2 separate regions of the Danio rerio genome follow, and region 2 is linked to region 1. The links are chromatin contacts, called in public Micro-C maps. All regions are on one chromosome and are shown on one strand. Each heading gives the region's core, a stretch centred on a gene start, on an enhancer-like site or on the middle of the called end of the contact. The rest is flanking DNA. Distances are from core to core; before and after follow the strand shown.

Region 1 (7,679 bases), core at 187-2,686:
CAATGTTGAGGATTAACACAAAATGAATCATTTGGGAGTGAGCAGTACATCTCTGTGATGCAGAACAGAGAGTCAAATGTTGCATTGTATATATTGTATATGCTCAAATCTGTACCAAAACACTAGCACAGTCATGATGATGATGATGATGATGATGATGATGATGATGATGTAATCTGTTGCTGGATTTTTGACTTGAGTGGTATAATCTTGTTCATTTTTATAACTTTTAGCAACAATTCCCTTTTGCCGTGAGGAAGATTACTTTGTAACGCCAAACTTTGAAACATATTTATTGTAAACCAGCGTTTGGATTCTTTTATATGGGAGTTAAATAGAGAAATGGAGGCTTGGGCAGTTGTTTTGCTCATAGATGTTAATGATTATACCTGTCTAGCGATGATCTACCATTCCTTCTCCTCTGCTTTCTGGCATCATCACAGCATGCCAACCTCCTGACCTGTTTCTGTCTTCTTTTTTGCTGACTTTTTATGCACGTTTGCAACAAACCAGCAGAGAAGGATGTGTAAAACATTGCCAGATAGCCCTTATATCTGATCTTCTCAAGGACAGTTCACGTAATGTTATTTTGCTCTCGGACAACCACAAAATGGCTGCATTATGAGCATTCTTTTCCAAGCCCATTAGCGATAACATCACACTATATGGCACAAGTATACATACCGTTGTTTTCCCTCATGAAACCTGGTTTATTGTACACATAATGGGTATTACTGTTATTTCAAGTACTATTATAATTATTATTGTTGATTCAATTAGTGGCAGGCCACTGGGTACCATTGTATGTTAATATCCCAATGAAATCTGTGCAAGATCATGAAAATGTTTATGAAATAAAGTAATAAAAGAACAAAAAATAGCGTGACATTTTGATTGCATCTTATCCTAATGTTGTGTATTGTATTATTAGTGATTTGCTAATCATATCAATAATATATATGTATATTCACACTCACACAATAATATTTTCTCTCTCTACATGTATACACACTCAATATGTATGCCTCTAATGCTTAAAAAACTGTTCCCTATTGGAAGATTCTGCAAAATAATACACATACCTGTGTATACACTATGAATATTACACCTAAATTAATAAATATACAGATATTTAAAGAAAATGCCACACTATATGTACATTTAAACCACAGTATTCATACTTAAACGCTTTATCATTGTAGTGTTCGTTTCATCTTGACATCACACAGAGATGTATCACCTAAATCTAAAGGATGACGAAATAGTTTGTAATGTTATATCAAAGGCTGACCTAATGCTTGAAGTAAACAAGTATGCTCTCGCTCGTCTATTGGCTGACAAGTTCAAAGTCCCACCCCTTCTCCGCGGCTATTGGTCCGCTCGCCCGTCAGTCCTCACTCGGCTGATCATGGAGCGTCACTGTGGGGTTTTCCGGTCAGATTTACTCTCTCAGTGGACGGTGAAGAGACAAGAGAGCGAGATATAGCCGTTTGCACAGTAGTCGCACGCTGATAGAGGAACTACGGACTTTAGACTCTTAAGTCGCATTTATTTTTTCATCAAACTCTAGTCTAGACAGATAAAGAAAGAACGCATCGATACGGGAATTTGAAAAAACGACTAGCGGTTGCAGTAAACATCTCTCGCTAACCGAGAGTCCTCTTGCAGTCCTCTATTTTAGCCTCTTTAGAAAACAACCGGCTTGCCTTACTGTCGCTCACAGGTTGCTATCGGTGTATATCAGTTATTCTAACTCGTTAATTTTGCTATTTGTTCATTTTATTGGTGGACTTCTGGAAAAAAAAATGTCCAGCCTGCCTTCTGTCAGACCCGAGAAGGGCAGATCGGAAGTGGCATTACCTGGGCAACAGGGGCACGAGCGTCCTCAGACCGTCTACGTAATACTGGATTCAGCAGAATCTGTCAATCTCATCAGGTCAGTGTCACATCAACTAAACATTAATTAATTGATTTGCCTTTGCGTTCATTAGCTGTTGGATGGAACTAAACTTTACACTTGCGCATCAATTAAAAAAGTTAAAGGTCCGTAGAGGACGAAGAAGTCTGTCAACTGACGTGTTTCTTTATCAACATCATTTCTGATGATAACTAACAAAAATGTCATTCATTTTCATTCATTATATATCAGAGTTTGTTTACATAATGGCAGTGGTGTTGCTTTTTTAATGAAAAACCGTTACTATTATTTTCCTATACTAAAGGCTACTGTTTTGGAAAAGTCAATAATTAGAAGCACCATTCAATTTGATTCATTAATATTTTTGTGTACTATTATATTAAAAAAACAACAAAACAAACAAACAACAAAAATGTTCGACTTATTCAAGTTTCTGAGTATATGCATACTAAACAAATAATTATAGATCCAAATAATTATGAATAAAGAATTTTAATTCATTTCATTCGACCTGCAATGCTCAAAAACAGAAAACTGGAAAACGTTCACAAAATATTACAGATTTCACATATTAAATTATCCATCCATCCATCCATCCATCCATCCATCCATCCATCCATTCATCCATCTTTCTATTGATCGATCGATTGATGTCTATCTATCTATCTATCTATCTATCTATCCATCTATCCATCTATCTATCTATCTATCTATCTATCTATCTATCTATCTATCTATCTATCTATCTGTCTGTCTGTCTGTCTGTCTGTCTGTCTGTCTGTCTGTCTGTCTGTCTGTCTGTCTATCCATCCATCCATCTATCCATTTATATATCCATCTGTCACTCCATCTATCCATCTCAGAGAAGAATAACTTTTTTTTCAATCCATAAATTTTTGAGTGCCAGAGTGCAAATTTAGACCATTCTTTCATATTTTTTGCACACATAATTTTTATTTTTAGCAAATAAGAGGAACGTATGCACGTTTTTAAGTCAGATTTTTAAAATTCTGGTCTCTAGAACCTAAAATAATATTAACTTAATCAGATAACATAGAGGATAAATAATACAAATATAATTTATGTCCAAAATAAATACAAACCTTCAGCTCAGTGCCAAAGCTACATGGCCCAGAATGGCATTGGCCACCAAATTTGAAGGTCCATTTTAACAAATAAGCACAAAATATGTTTTTTAGAGTAGAAAAATCCTATTAAATTGTAAATCCTGGTGTGCCAGCAATAATCATCCGATTGCACACTTCTGTTGTTGGTAAATTAAATCATTTTACTCACCGTCTACATTCAATATACCTTTCCACCATATCTTAGATCCGGTATTTATTGGTTGAACTTCCTGACATTTTTAAAATCATGTCAAAAAAAAAAAGGCTAAAACAAAAACATGATTCTGGATATTTTAGCTTTAGAAAATCAACATGTTATGTAACTGTATGAAAATTATCTCAACATCCATGATTTTGCATTGTGTTAAGTTTCGTTTCAGTCAAACAAAAAAAAAACACCTGTTCTGAATTAATATGACATGATTTACTAATGTTTGTTGAAGCCACAAATGAAAATGCAACCCAAAGACTGCACGTGTGTGCTGTTTCCATGTATTTGAAACAGTTATGTTTGCTTAATTTAGCTAGACGAGATCTTGTCAATGATAAATAATATATCTGCTTGCTATAGAGTTGTCAAAACTATCACTATTTTCATACATATCTTCCTCAGAATTAATGGAGTTTTAGCTGACAATAATAAAAAATGTACTGTTGTGCTATACATTTGTGTAATGCAATATTGAAAATTCTGTAATTTACCCTCAAGATGTTTCAACAAAGCAGTAAATATTAGGATAAATCCTTTGTTTTAATCAGAAAATAAGACATTCTGACATTGTAGCATTGTTTATCTTTTATTTCTTTTAAAAATCAAAAATTGTCTACTTTTTAATGTTTGAATTGCCTTTTAATGCTATGAATTTTGTCCCTGTGGTATCGAATATCGATATTTTTCAAGGTATCGTATTGAAGTTAGAAATTTTCAGTATCATAAAAGCACTAACCTGCTATGATTGTTATATAATATTTTCAAGTTGCATTTTTATTTTAGTCTATTTATATATTTTCAGCCCATTATTTGTATAGACCTGTTTTGCTTTAAATCAAACCCGATACATACCAACTTTTATAATTTGCATTCCTGTTTTTGTCTCATGTGTTTTAAAATGATGTGCTTAAGTTTGAGAGTAAGCACTTAGGTTTATTCACTAAGGCCCATTTACTGTCAAAGCCATTTAGCAAGCCTCAGCCTTTAAAACAGCCTCCCTCCTCTCAACTCAGCCAAAAAAATTCCTCTGGAATGCCTGTCTGGGTTAGTTTGACCCACAAGAGCCGTTTTACCGGAGGCTTTGTTTTGCAGTTTCTGTTCAGAGCTTCAAATTTCACGGGATATGACTCAGCAAATCTACCCACACATTTTCCCTTTCGCTTTTTCCCCCATCCCTGTTTTCACTCTTCTTCCTCCCAAGTTCTTGCTTGCATTGACTGAATGTTTGCTGAGCTCACATGATTCTGCTTCTTTTGTACTAAATGGAATGTGTTTGTCAGAAAAAAAGCTTTTTTTTGGCTATTTCCCAGTTACCATAAAATAATGCTTTTTAATGTTTTACGTATCCCTTGTTGCATAACCTCCTTTCAAAGTCCAAGATTCTTTATTGTCACACTTACCATCACTGCGGGTAGTTGGGTTCAGTGCAGTAAAAATATTACATCAGTACCTTTGGTCAGTGTGATAGTAATGATGCTATAAATACAACTGGTAAAGTATGATTTTTAAGTTTAAATTCTGTGTTTACTGCTAGTAAACGGGTACATTGATAATAAAAATAAAGACAATTTTGCAGTGCAGAAATTATAGTAATAGAATTATACAATATAGTGTACAATACTGTAAATACAAAATAAGATACAATATAGTAAATTAATAGGGTCAGCTAAATAAAAAGAAAATGAACAGACATTTAAAAATACAGATATACACTCACCGGCCACTTTATTAGGTACACCTGTCCAACTGCTCTTTAACGCAAATCTCTAATCAGCCAATCAAATGGCGGCAACTCAACGCATTTAGGCATGTAGACATGGTCAAGGTGATCTGCTGCATTTCAAACCGAGCATCAGAATGGAGAAGAAAGGTGATTTAAGTGACTTTAAACGTGGCATGGTTGTTGGTGCCAGACAGGCTGGTTTGAGTATTTCAGAAAATCCTGGTCTAATTGGATTTTCACGCATAACTATCTTTGGGTACAGAGAATGGTCTGAAAAAAAGAGAAAATATCCAGTGAGCGGCAGTTCTGTGAGTGCCGGAGGTAAAAAAAATGGTCAGATTGGTTCGAGTTGATAAGAAGGCAACAGTAACTCAAATAAGCACTCGTTACAACTAAGAATGCAGAAGAGCATCTCTGAACGCACAACACGTCCAACCTTGAGGCGGATGAGCTACAGCAGCAGAAGACCACACCGGGTGCCACAGCCTACCTGAGTATCGTTGCTGACCATGTCTATCCCTTTATGACCCCAGTGTACTCATCTTCTGACGGCTACTTCCAGCAGGAAAATGCGCCATGTAATAAAGATCATCTCAGACTGGTTTCTTGAACATGGCCTCCACAGTCACCAGAACTCAATCAAATAGAGCCACTTTGGGATGTGCTGGAACAGGAGATTCACATCATAAATGTACAGCTGACAAATCTGCAACAACTGCGTGATGCTGTCAAGTCAATATGGAGCAAAATGTCTGAGGAATATTTCCAGTACCTTGTTGAATCTATGCCATAAAGAATTAAGGCAGTTCTAAAGGCAAAAGGGGGTCCAACCCGGTACTAGTAAGGTGTACCTAATAAATTGGCCGGTCAGTGTATATAAAAGAGTTGATGCCTTGACTCCCTCTGGCGGTAAGTGCTGATATTAGATTTTTTTCTATTAGATCTCTTAAAGTGTATTCGTTTTTTATCATTATGAACAGTCTGCCACTGTAATACTCGAAAAAATATTATGTACGTGAAAGGATAATATGTTGCATTAACCGTGTTTTTGTTGAACCTGAGGTGTTCCACAGCGTGTAAAGCTCTTTTGAGACCGGGAAGCACATACTACTACACTGAAGGCTTGGCTCATAAACATTAAAATGACTTACCAAGACAGCAAATCTGATTGGCTCAAGGGCAAGCGTAGGCGAGTGGGCGCTAGTTAGTTGGCCTATCAGCGAATAGTGGAGGCTTGGTCGATGAATATTAATATAGTTCTCTGACTGACAGCTCCATTCAAGTTACCAAGCAATGTCTCTGAGTGACCTTTTTAATATTCACAAGCTTAGCCTTCGTCGTAGTAGCTTTCGTAACTTCACCGGAGGATAGAGGAGCTTCGCGTGCTTGGAGTGGCACAAACATGGCCACCTAGTGAAACCAAAACACAAGCGAAACGGCGATGCTTTATGCACAATTCTCGCCTTTAAATGGTATACATGATCGTGACAGCTCCGCGTTAGTCCGGGATTTATATATGCCAACCGTGGAGGATGGCTTCACAAACCCGATTTACCGGAATAGTTTCGCTTGATAACGTTTGATCTGATTACATCACCTGGATTATTCCACTATCCAGAAGAGGCTTTAGGTAACGCTGTGCGATCAAGACATGCATTTACAGCTTTTGTGGATGTTATTTCACGCTTCATGCTCAGATTTGATGGTGTTTTAGTTCGTGTCAGCTTTCTGTTATAGCGACACACTGGTAAGATGGATGTGTCTCAATGCTTTGAGCTTCTGTTCCACCTAGACATCACTTTTAGGCATCAGTGGCACAAAAATGTGGTAGACATAGGGAGCTGACTAGTGTTTGCGCTTTTATGATAACTAAAGATTTTGTCATTGTCTTAAACTCCTAAAAACATATGTGTGTGACATATTAAGACACAAAGTAGGCTTGGTTACTCTTAGCAACTTTAAAAACCCTGTGTGTGTGTGTGTGTGTGTGTGTGTGTGTGTGTGTTTGTGACATCAGGACACAAATGTGTATGACATGGGTATTACATGGAGGTTTATGAATTATGGGAAGTATGAGCAGTCAACATTGCTAATTTTCCTATTTTTCAAAAGGCTAATAAATAATACAGAATTAGTTTTTTTCTTTTCATAAAGTAAAACTCCACACAATTTCCAGTAAGGGGTAGGTTTGGGGTAGGACAATAGAAAATACAGTATATGCACAGTATAAAAAAAACAGAAACCTATAGAATGTTCCTGCAGTTCACAAAAACAAACCTGTGTGTGTATGTGAAGTTTATTCATGTATTTGCTTAAGATTTGCATGTCTTTTATTATTATTTTTACTATTTTTTTATGATAGCATACAAATTTTGCATGGATAGAATTATTTTAAAGGGCACCTATATGGTTGGGTTCGATAGACTTCATGACATCATCACGATGCCCCGCCCCTGTCGCAGCAGCAACCCATGTGTGAAAACTACACACTTAGGCCCCGCTTACACTAATATGTCTTATTTTTAAAATGGCATTTTAGAACGAAAATGATCCACGTCCACACTGGCGTTTCATCTAGCATTGAACGGCTCTCCGTCCATACTATACCGCTGAAAACGCACTTCACGTGACCGCACACACACACACACACACACACAGGCATGTGCTGCAGCATACACGCACGTCTGAGCTCCAGGCAGT
Region 2 (7,550 bases), core at 3,020-5,519, 33 kb after region 1:
TAGTATGGCAATAAATGTCATGTTAAATGGCATTCCAACTCACATAATTAACATTTAACGCTGAATAAAGCACATGAGGTGTACCTGAGGTGATCATGCAATCAGCAGCAAGAAATAGAAGCCTTTTCTAAAATAGAAATTCCTAGTATGGGACAAAAACTCCTTTTAATATGGAGAATATTCCTTCTATCGCGTGCCGTTGCTTTTATTTAGAGCACTATTTAAATCAGCCTTACATCAGCCTTGAGGCTTGATCATCAGACTCGCTTCTGTTGGTCCTCAATCTGGCAACCTGCGCTTACGTTTATTTTGATCAAGGAATGCAATACCTAGTTCAACCACTGTGTGTCAAAGTAACATACTGCACCTTTAAAACCTGATAGTAGATTATTGGTTTACTAATTATAGAGTAATTATTGCATTTCGGCTCATTTTAATTGATTGGATCATTTTGTTTAATATTATAAACATTTGATGTTATTTTTATTTTGATGGCTCCTCTTTTACTTCATTATTTTGCTTTTTAGCCCAAAATTTGCATCCCTTTTTAAACATTTCCATAGTAATATTGGAATGAATCACATCAATGACTTAAGAAGGTCGACAAAAGCATTGCTCATAAAATCAGTAATATGTCAGTTTTATTAAAAAAAATAATAATAAATTCCAAACACTCAACTACACTGTAAAAATAATCAAAATGTTTAAGGAGTTAACATGAAGGAATCAAGTTAACATATTAGTTTATACAAATTTAAGTGGATTGAATGTAAAACAATTAAGTTGTCCTCTGAAACTTCAACAATTGTATTGTTTCAGCACATTTAAAATAACTAGTTTGAACAAACTAGTATGTTTTTTTTGGAGCATACAGGTATTTTTGCATATCCATATTGTCCATATTGTCATTTTCTTTATTTGCAATTGTATATGCATCCTATGCATGTGTAAATTCCCCTGTTCACAATTGAATAATAATTCCTGTGTGATCAACAGGAACTGGAAATGCAAGCTCGGCTCCATGGCCTCTCGTCATCTCAGCTCTCAGACTCTCTGACCCAAACACAGACTTTAACACTGGAGCACAACCCCAACACTGACCTCTCCAAAACCCTCCTGTCAATCACCCAGACCACACCCTCTTCCTTCCTGTCTCCGCCCTCCTCCACCTCATCAGTTGGCGGGACGGTCACCAGTCCTTTAGAGCTTGGCACACTCAGTTTCGGAGAGTTGGACGACCACACGGCCTCCGTCTTCAGTCCAGCCCTGATGGCCGATATGGGCTTAGGGGATATTCTGATGGATGACACCGGTGCTCTTTCACCCGTAGGAGGCGCTGATCCCCTCCTTTCCGCGGTTTCTCCAGGAGCCTCAAAAACAAGCAGTCGTAGAAGTAGCTTCAGCATGGAGGAAGACTTGTGACGTCTTCAATTCAGATGCTAGTTTATCTGCTTGTGCACTCCATTGTCGGCCAGTAGAGGGCAGTGTAATCTTGACGTCTTTGTTATTCGCTGTACTGTAGACATCCTCGAGACTCGATTCTGGAGGAGATGCAGGTATAGAAAGCCTTCTGGATGCTTCATTTGTTATCTCAACAACCTCTGATTAATATATATATGTAAAAAAAAGAATGAATGAATGAATGAATGAATATTAAAGAATATATGTACATAGAGTAGAGGTAGTGCTAAACATATATTTCGTATTTCTAATATATATGAAAAGTAGCACTATAATTATTAACTCCTGACCACCAACCATATGAGTTTAAGTGGATGAATAGTTTATTTTTAAGATCACCTATACAGTGAGCTTTAAAAGTCTGAGACTGGAAAATTAGGAAATATACAAAATTATTTAAATTAGGTAAAAAATATGTAGAGTTAAAGTCAGAATTATTAGCCCCCCTGTATATTTTTCCCCCAATTTCTGATTAATGGAAAGCTTTTTTTTTTTTTCAGCAAAATAGTTGTAATAACTCATTTCTAATAACTGATTTCTTTTGTCTTTGACTAGACATTTTTCAAGATCCTAGTATTCAGCTTAAAGTGCCATTTAAAGGCTAAACTAAGTGAATTAGGTTAATTTATCAGGTAATTAGGCAAATCATTGTATAACGATTGTTTGTTCTGTAGACAATCAAAAAAATATTGCCTATTATTTTTAAAATATAGCGGCTAAACATAATGACCTTGAAATAGGGCTGGGCTGATTAATGATACTATATTGAATCGCGATAAAATTTCTGTCAATTACATAAGCTTTGGACTTTTTTTTTTACTATATATTGATTTAAAAGCCAATCACACAGCAGAAATGTGCAACAATGGGAGTCTAAAAGTGTGTTAATTTTAAAGATGTACTGAATTTTCGGCCACCAAAAATTTATCGGCTGAAATTATGCCATTTAATGGACTCTCTAATTTTGGTGGCATCAGTTATTGTGGGGGTACTCTTTCAACCCATTAACTACCCCACCAAGAAAATAAATGTATGGATTGCATTTCTTAACTCCAGTCGCTAGTTAACACACTCAATGCATTTTTTTTCCCAACACTTCTCATCATTTCTAAAATATCAGCCCTTTACCAAATGGTTGATATGTAAAAGTACCGAACTTAATACATGTACTGAAAAAAATCTGAATATATGAAGTATAAGACCAATTTATTAAAAAAAAATAAAAAATTGAATACTTAATCACCTTCATTTTTTTGAGTGTGCCATAAAATATTTCAGATTCTCATTTAACATGATTTCTTGTTTTTTAACAACAAAACAAAAAACTAAATTTAGTGTTGTAGTGCAAAATATGTTTGTCTAACTTTTATTTATTTATTTTTATAATAAGTAATGCTGTGTGTGCAAGCCACTATTTAAAGCAGTCATTCTTTAAATGACTTTAACAGTCATCATTTAAAACAGTAAAATCATGGTTAACCCTGGAAGCATTAACAACTTGTATAAAAATATATATCGTTATCATTCAATATGGACAATAATTATTGAGATTGCAATTTTGCCATATCGCCCAGCCCTATTTTAAATATATATATACTTTTGATTAAAACTACTTTTATTCTAGCCAAAATTAAACAAATAAGACTTTCTTCAGGAGAAAAAAAAAATTATAGGAAACACTAAAAAATTCCTTGCTCCATTAAACAAAAAATTCACAGGAGGGCGAATAATTTTGACTCGTTCAAGTGCTTTCCTCACTAGATCAATCTAAATACATTCACTAATTTTAACTTGAATTATTATATTAATATTATACACTACCATTCAATGCTTTGATGTAATAATAATGTTTAATTTCAGCAAAAAAAAATGCATTAAAAAGTGATCATAAGTGAGAGGAAAGGAAATTATAATGCATTAAACAAATAATTAAAACTTTATTCAGCAAAGAATCCTGTAAAATCATGTGCCATGGTTTTCACAAACATATCAAGCAGCACTGATGATAATGATAACAGACCCTTTTCACATTTCCAGGTTTCTCCACTGCAGAATTTGTCATAGTTGGGTAAACTTGAGCGCAGTGAATGGGAGAGTATTACAAATATTATTTTTACAATCCTATTTGCTGAAATAATAAAAGAAAAGCTCCACGATGGTGTTACAAGACTTTCAGAAAAAGGAAAAAAAATAGTGTGAGACTCCCAGCATACACTTATGCTGGGAGACACTAAATTTTTAGACACTAAATTAGAAACACCTCACACAAGTGGTAATGCGTTTTTTATTATTTAATGCAAAGATGATATAAAACATACATAAAATAATAAGTTAAAACATTTATATGCATTAAAAAATCAGGATTTAAGTTTGTGATGACAGTTAAGCACGTCATAACAGTCTTGTGAAAAGGGTCCATTAAATAAAATGTTAATGAGCACCACATTAGCATATTTTAACTTCATTTTAACCTATATTAAAATAAAAAATGGCTATTTTAAATTGCAAAAACATTTAACAGCATCACTGTTTTTGATCAAATAAATGTCTACTTTCAAATAACACAGTCATACTACCCTTAAACAGTTAAACGTTGGTTTAATTTGAGGAAATTGTATTAAGATGGAACTGCCTCAGACTTTTGCAGCTTACTGTATGTCAGAGTTTACAGTAGTAGCACATCGAATACGAAAGGGACAGTTGTGTGTTATTTCCCTTTTTTAAATGTGAGAGTGTGTGTGTATATCACGCTGTACATCTGTGCTTTTAATAACGGCGGCAGTAAAACTGTTCCTAAACGTGTCCTCAGGAAAAAGCGACAGACAGAAAAGTGAACATCCTGTTCAGCTCGGCTTTCGTTTCCTGTTGAGATTGTTGTGCTCTTAGGTTGATTATGTAGCACAATGAAAACCAGCTTTATATCAACAGTCGGAAAGATGCATGTGTGGCTTGCAGGGATCACCTCACTGATGCAGAACAGATAGCGGTGTGTGATTTACATCTACGGTTTATGATATTATCACACTTAAGCCTGATATTCTAATAGTTTTAAAGAGATTGTTCTCGGAAAATGAAAATGACTCTTTACACTTCTTTCAAAACTTTAAAAGTTCATTCTGTGAAACACAAAAGAAGATATTTTAAAGAATGCTGAAAACTATTGACTTCTATACAGTAAAAACAAATACTATGAAAGTCAAGTGATACCAGCTTTCAGCATTAGATCCACTTCAAAATGAGTACATTTTTATTTTTGGGTGAACTACCCCTTTAAGTGTGCAAAGAATCAAAAATGCGTCCAAAAGCTTTGACTATGTGATGAACCTATTAGATTGAGCCTTTAATTCAACTGACGAACGCAGAAGTGTCCGTAAATATCTGTTTTTTAATTATTATTCATAAGTTAAAGTGATATAATTAGTATCACAGAAGCACTGCCAAAAATTAAACAAATAATGACATAAAGAAACTTGTGGATACTATCTAATATGTGACCCCAGAGTACAAAACCAGCCTTACTGTATAGTTTTAGGAATAGCCAAAAAATACATGAAATGAGTCAAAATGACTGATTCTTTCTCTTCTGTCAGAAATCATTTGTATATTAAATAATGATCATGTTCTATGAAGATTTTCGTGAGTAAATATATCAAATCTTCATGTTTGATTAGTATGTAATTATCTTTTTTAACCCTCACACTCAAAATAAGTATAAAATCAAATAAGTTTTGAGGATGTCAGGATTTTTCCTGGGAATACTATTTCTAAAGGAGCTGTTGACATGAAATTGAACCAGGTAATGTGTAGTTACAATGGAATGACACAAGGAGAAAGTACTGAACTACTGAAACATATTTAATACTTCATATAAAAGGCTGTGTTGGTGATGGCCGCTTAAAGGCGCCTCTCAAATGGAGAATAAAGTCACATGCATTGCTCAGGTGTGAGTTTCTCACAGACTTCAACAAAGGGTCAAAATCTTGATGGTTCTGTGGCTCTCGTCTATCAAATCTGATCTTTATTTGGTATTTTTATTGGATTCAGGTCAGGTGTTTGGCTGGGCCATTCTACAGCTTGATTTTCTTTCTCTGAAAGCATTTGAGAGTTTCTTTGGCTGTGTTTTGGATCATTGTCTTGCTGAAATGTCCACCCTGCTTTCATCTTTATCCTCCAAATATTATAGATGTTGGAATACAGCAGTGGTTCTCAAAGTGGTGGTTGGGAGGGGGTTGCGAGGGGTTGCAGGACAATGTGAAGGGGGGGTTATTATCATTTATATGGTTATTAAACCATAAAAATGACCATATTTTATCCATAACCTACTAAAGAGACAAAAAATAGTTGTTTATAGTTACTAAATAGTTACTATAGTAGCTTATAGTTACTAGTTCTATTGGATTGCAACCCCTAGGGTAATTACATTATATTAAAGACACAGCAATAGCGTCAGATGCAGCAGATTGATTTTATAACACCAGGGTAAACTTTCTGGCCCATTTACAGCACTGACATACATACAAAAAAATTAAACGAAGAATAGACTTGGGTCTATTGGCGTGTGTGCGGCATTGCATGCACTTTCTGTATTTATAACCACCACAGAGGATATATGGGGTCGCGAGTCACTTTTGTCATTTTGGGGGTCGCGGGCTGAAAAGTTTGAGATCCCCTGGACTAAAGCAGCTAATATTAATTTACAACTACAGCGAGATTTCAGCTGCTGTCTCAGCTTTCCATGCCTTTTCCACACCTCCCTTTCTTCATGTGTTCAATAGTTTTTCCGTGTGTCATTTCATTGTATTACACATAACTTAATTTATAAACTAATTAGATTTGTTTTCTTGGCATATATGGATTTCTTTGATTGTTACTAACATGCGGTGAAAATTTCAAGTCAACGGCATCTTTAGAAGTATGTTTTCTGAGGAAAAATGTGACATTCATTACTTATTTCCCATGCTGTGAGTTAGTTGAAATGATCAAGTCAACGTAAACGATTTGTGTTGGGACAACTTGAAGGAATTATGAGGAAGCTGGCATTTTTAACAGTGCAGATTCCACATTTTCTAATAGTTGTATTTTGGTCAGATATTTTCAGATTCTAACAGAGCATACAGTACATCAAGCTGTATAAATGCTATAAATCTCCCTCCTGAGTGTTTTGTGATCCCGGCTCACATATGTGTTACTCTTTCCATTTATGTGCATCTATGAATGCATTTTCCCGACGAACAGAAACGTCGGGAAAACAATAAAATATCGCGTTTCCACCGAAATATTAATCAGCATATCAATTTTCGGGAATAAGGATGATAACTGTGTTGATTTAAATGTTCTGCTTAAATCAGCAGTCTGCTATCAGCTTATTCCTGTCAGCAAAACATGTTTCCTTTGACATTCAAAGACCTTGTCGATTAGAAGAGACTTTTATTCAGTCGTCAAAACTTCATTATTGTGATTTGGAAATGTTTGACTCTAATCTATCGTCTTTACAGTCTTTATCAGGAATATTATGACAGTTTAAAGTTCTGTTTTATTTCTACCGCACATTTTATTGCTGTAGTTGTGCTGAGAGCTACATTGGAAGTAATGTAATGAGTTCATATACAGCGAGGTGCTGGAGAATACTTGTGCTGCAAAACGTATAGGCTATGGCTGTGTTGAAATCATGGCAGTTTTATACTACACACTTTTTATGTGTGTGTGTGTGTGTGTATGTGTGTCTGTGTGTGTGTTGTGAATATACAGATCTGAAAGGAGAAGCAGAACTGCTTTTGTGTACGTTAGCAGCAGCAGCTTGGGAAATATCCTTTACTAATGTAGATTTGCAGCGTTTTGCTAATCTATGTGTGTTTGTGAAAAGTATTTTAAAGCTGTTTATTATGTGCTGATTTATGTAGTTTACTGATAGTTTATGCCACTGGGTTAAAAATGAAAAAGGTCATTGAAAGTTTATATTTCTCTATTCTGAATTTGGGGTTTTAAGCTTTTGGTTTAGAATTTATCGTCGCACCTTATTTTGGTATTGAATTTTGAGTTTCATCTCAAATTTTAGACCTTTTTGGTTTCTAATTTTCTTTTCTCTTGCA

Evidence for each region. Hi-C and Micro-C count contacts between places; a contact is called where the count stands out from the background.
Region 2: a Micro-C map of caudal fin shows a contact between it and region 1, with 3 times the contacts expected there. The contact joins the enhancer-like site here to the promoter of tfe3a in region 1. A contact is called at or near these places in 2 of 18 Hi-C or Micro-C datasets (caudal fin and an unstated tissue).

Annotation. Positions count from the first base shown.
Region 1 is chr8:9,326,177-9,333,855 of GRCz12tu, forward strand. It overlaps tfe3a (transcription factor binding to IGHM enhancer 3a), which reads left to right and starts at 1,437. Exons shown (of 10, transcript NM_131848.2): 1 at 1,437-1,936. The coding sequence starts at 1,806.
Region 2 is chr8:9,356,667-9,364,216 of GRCz12tu, forward strand. It overlaps tfe3a (transcription factor binding to IGHM enhancer 3a), which reads left to right. Exons shown (of 10, transcript NM_131848.2): 10 at 997-1,628. The coding sequence ends at 1,422. Among named protein-coding and RNA genes, the nearest start is that of si:dkey-242k1.4, 14 kb to the right of the region's middle. Within about 2 kb of position 4,270, at least 6 of the 62 cell types and tissues checked have an H3K27ac peak or open chromatin away from gene starts, as enhancers often do.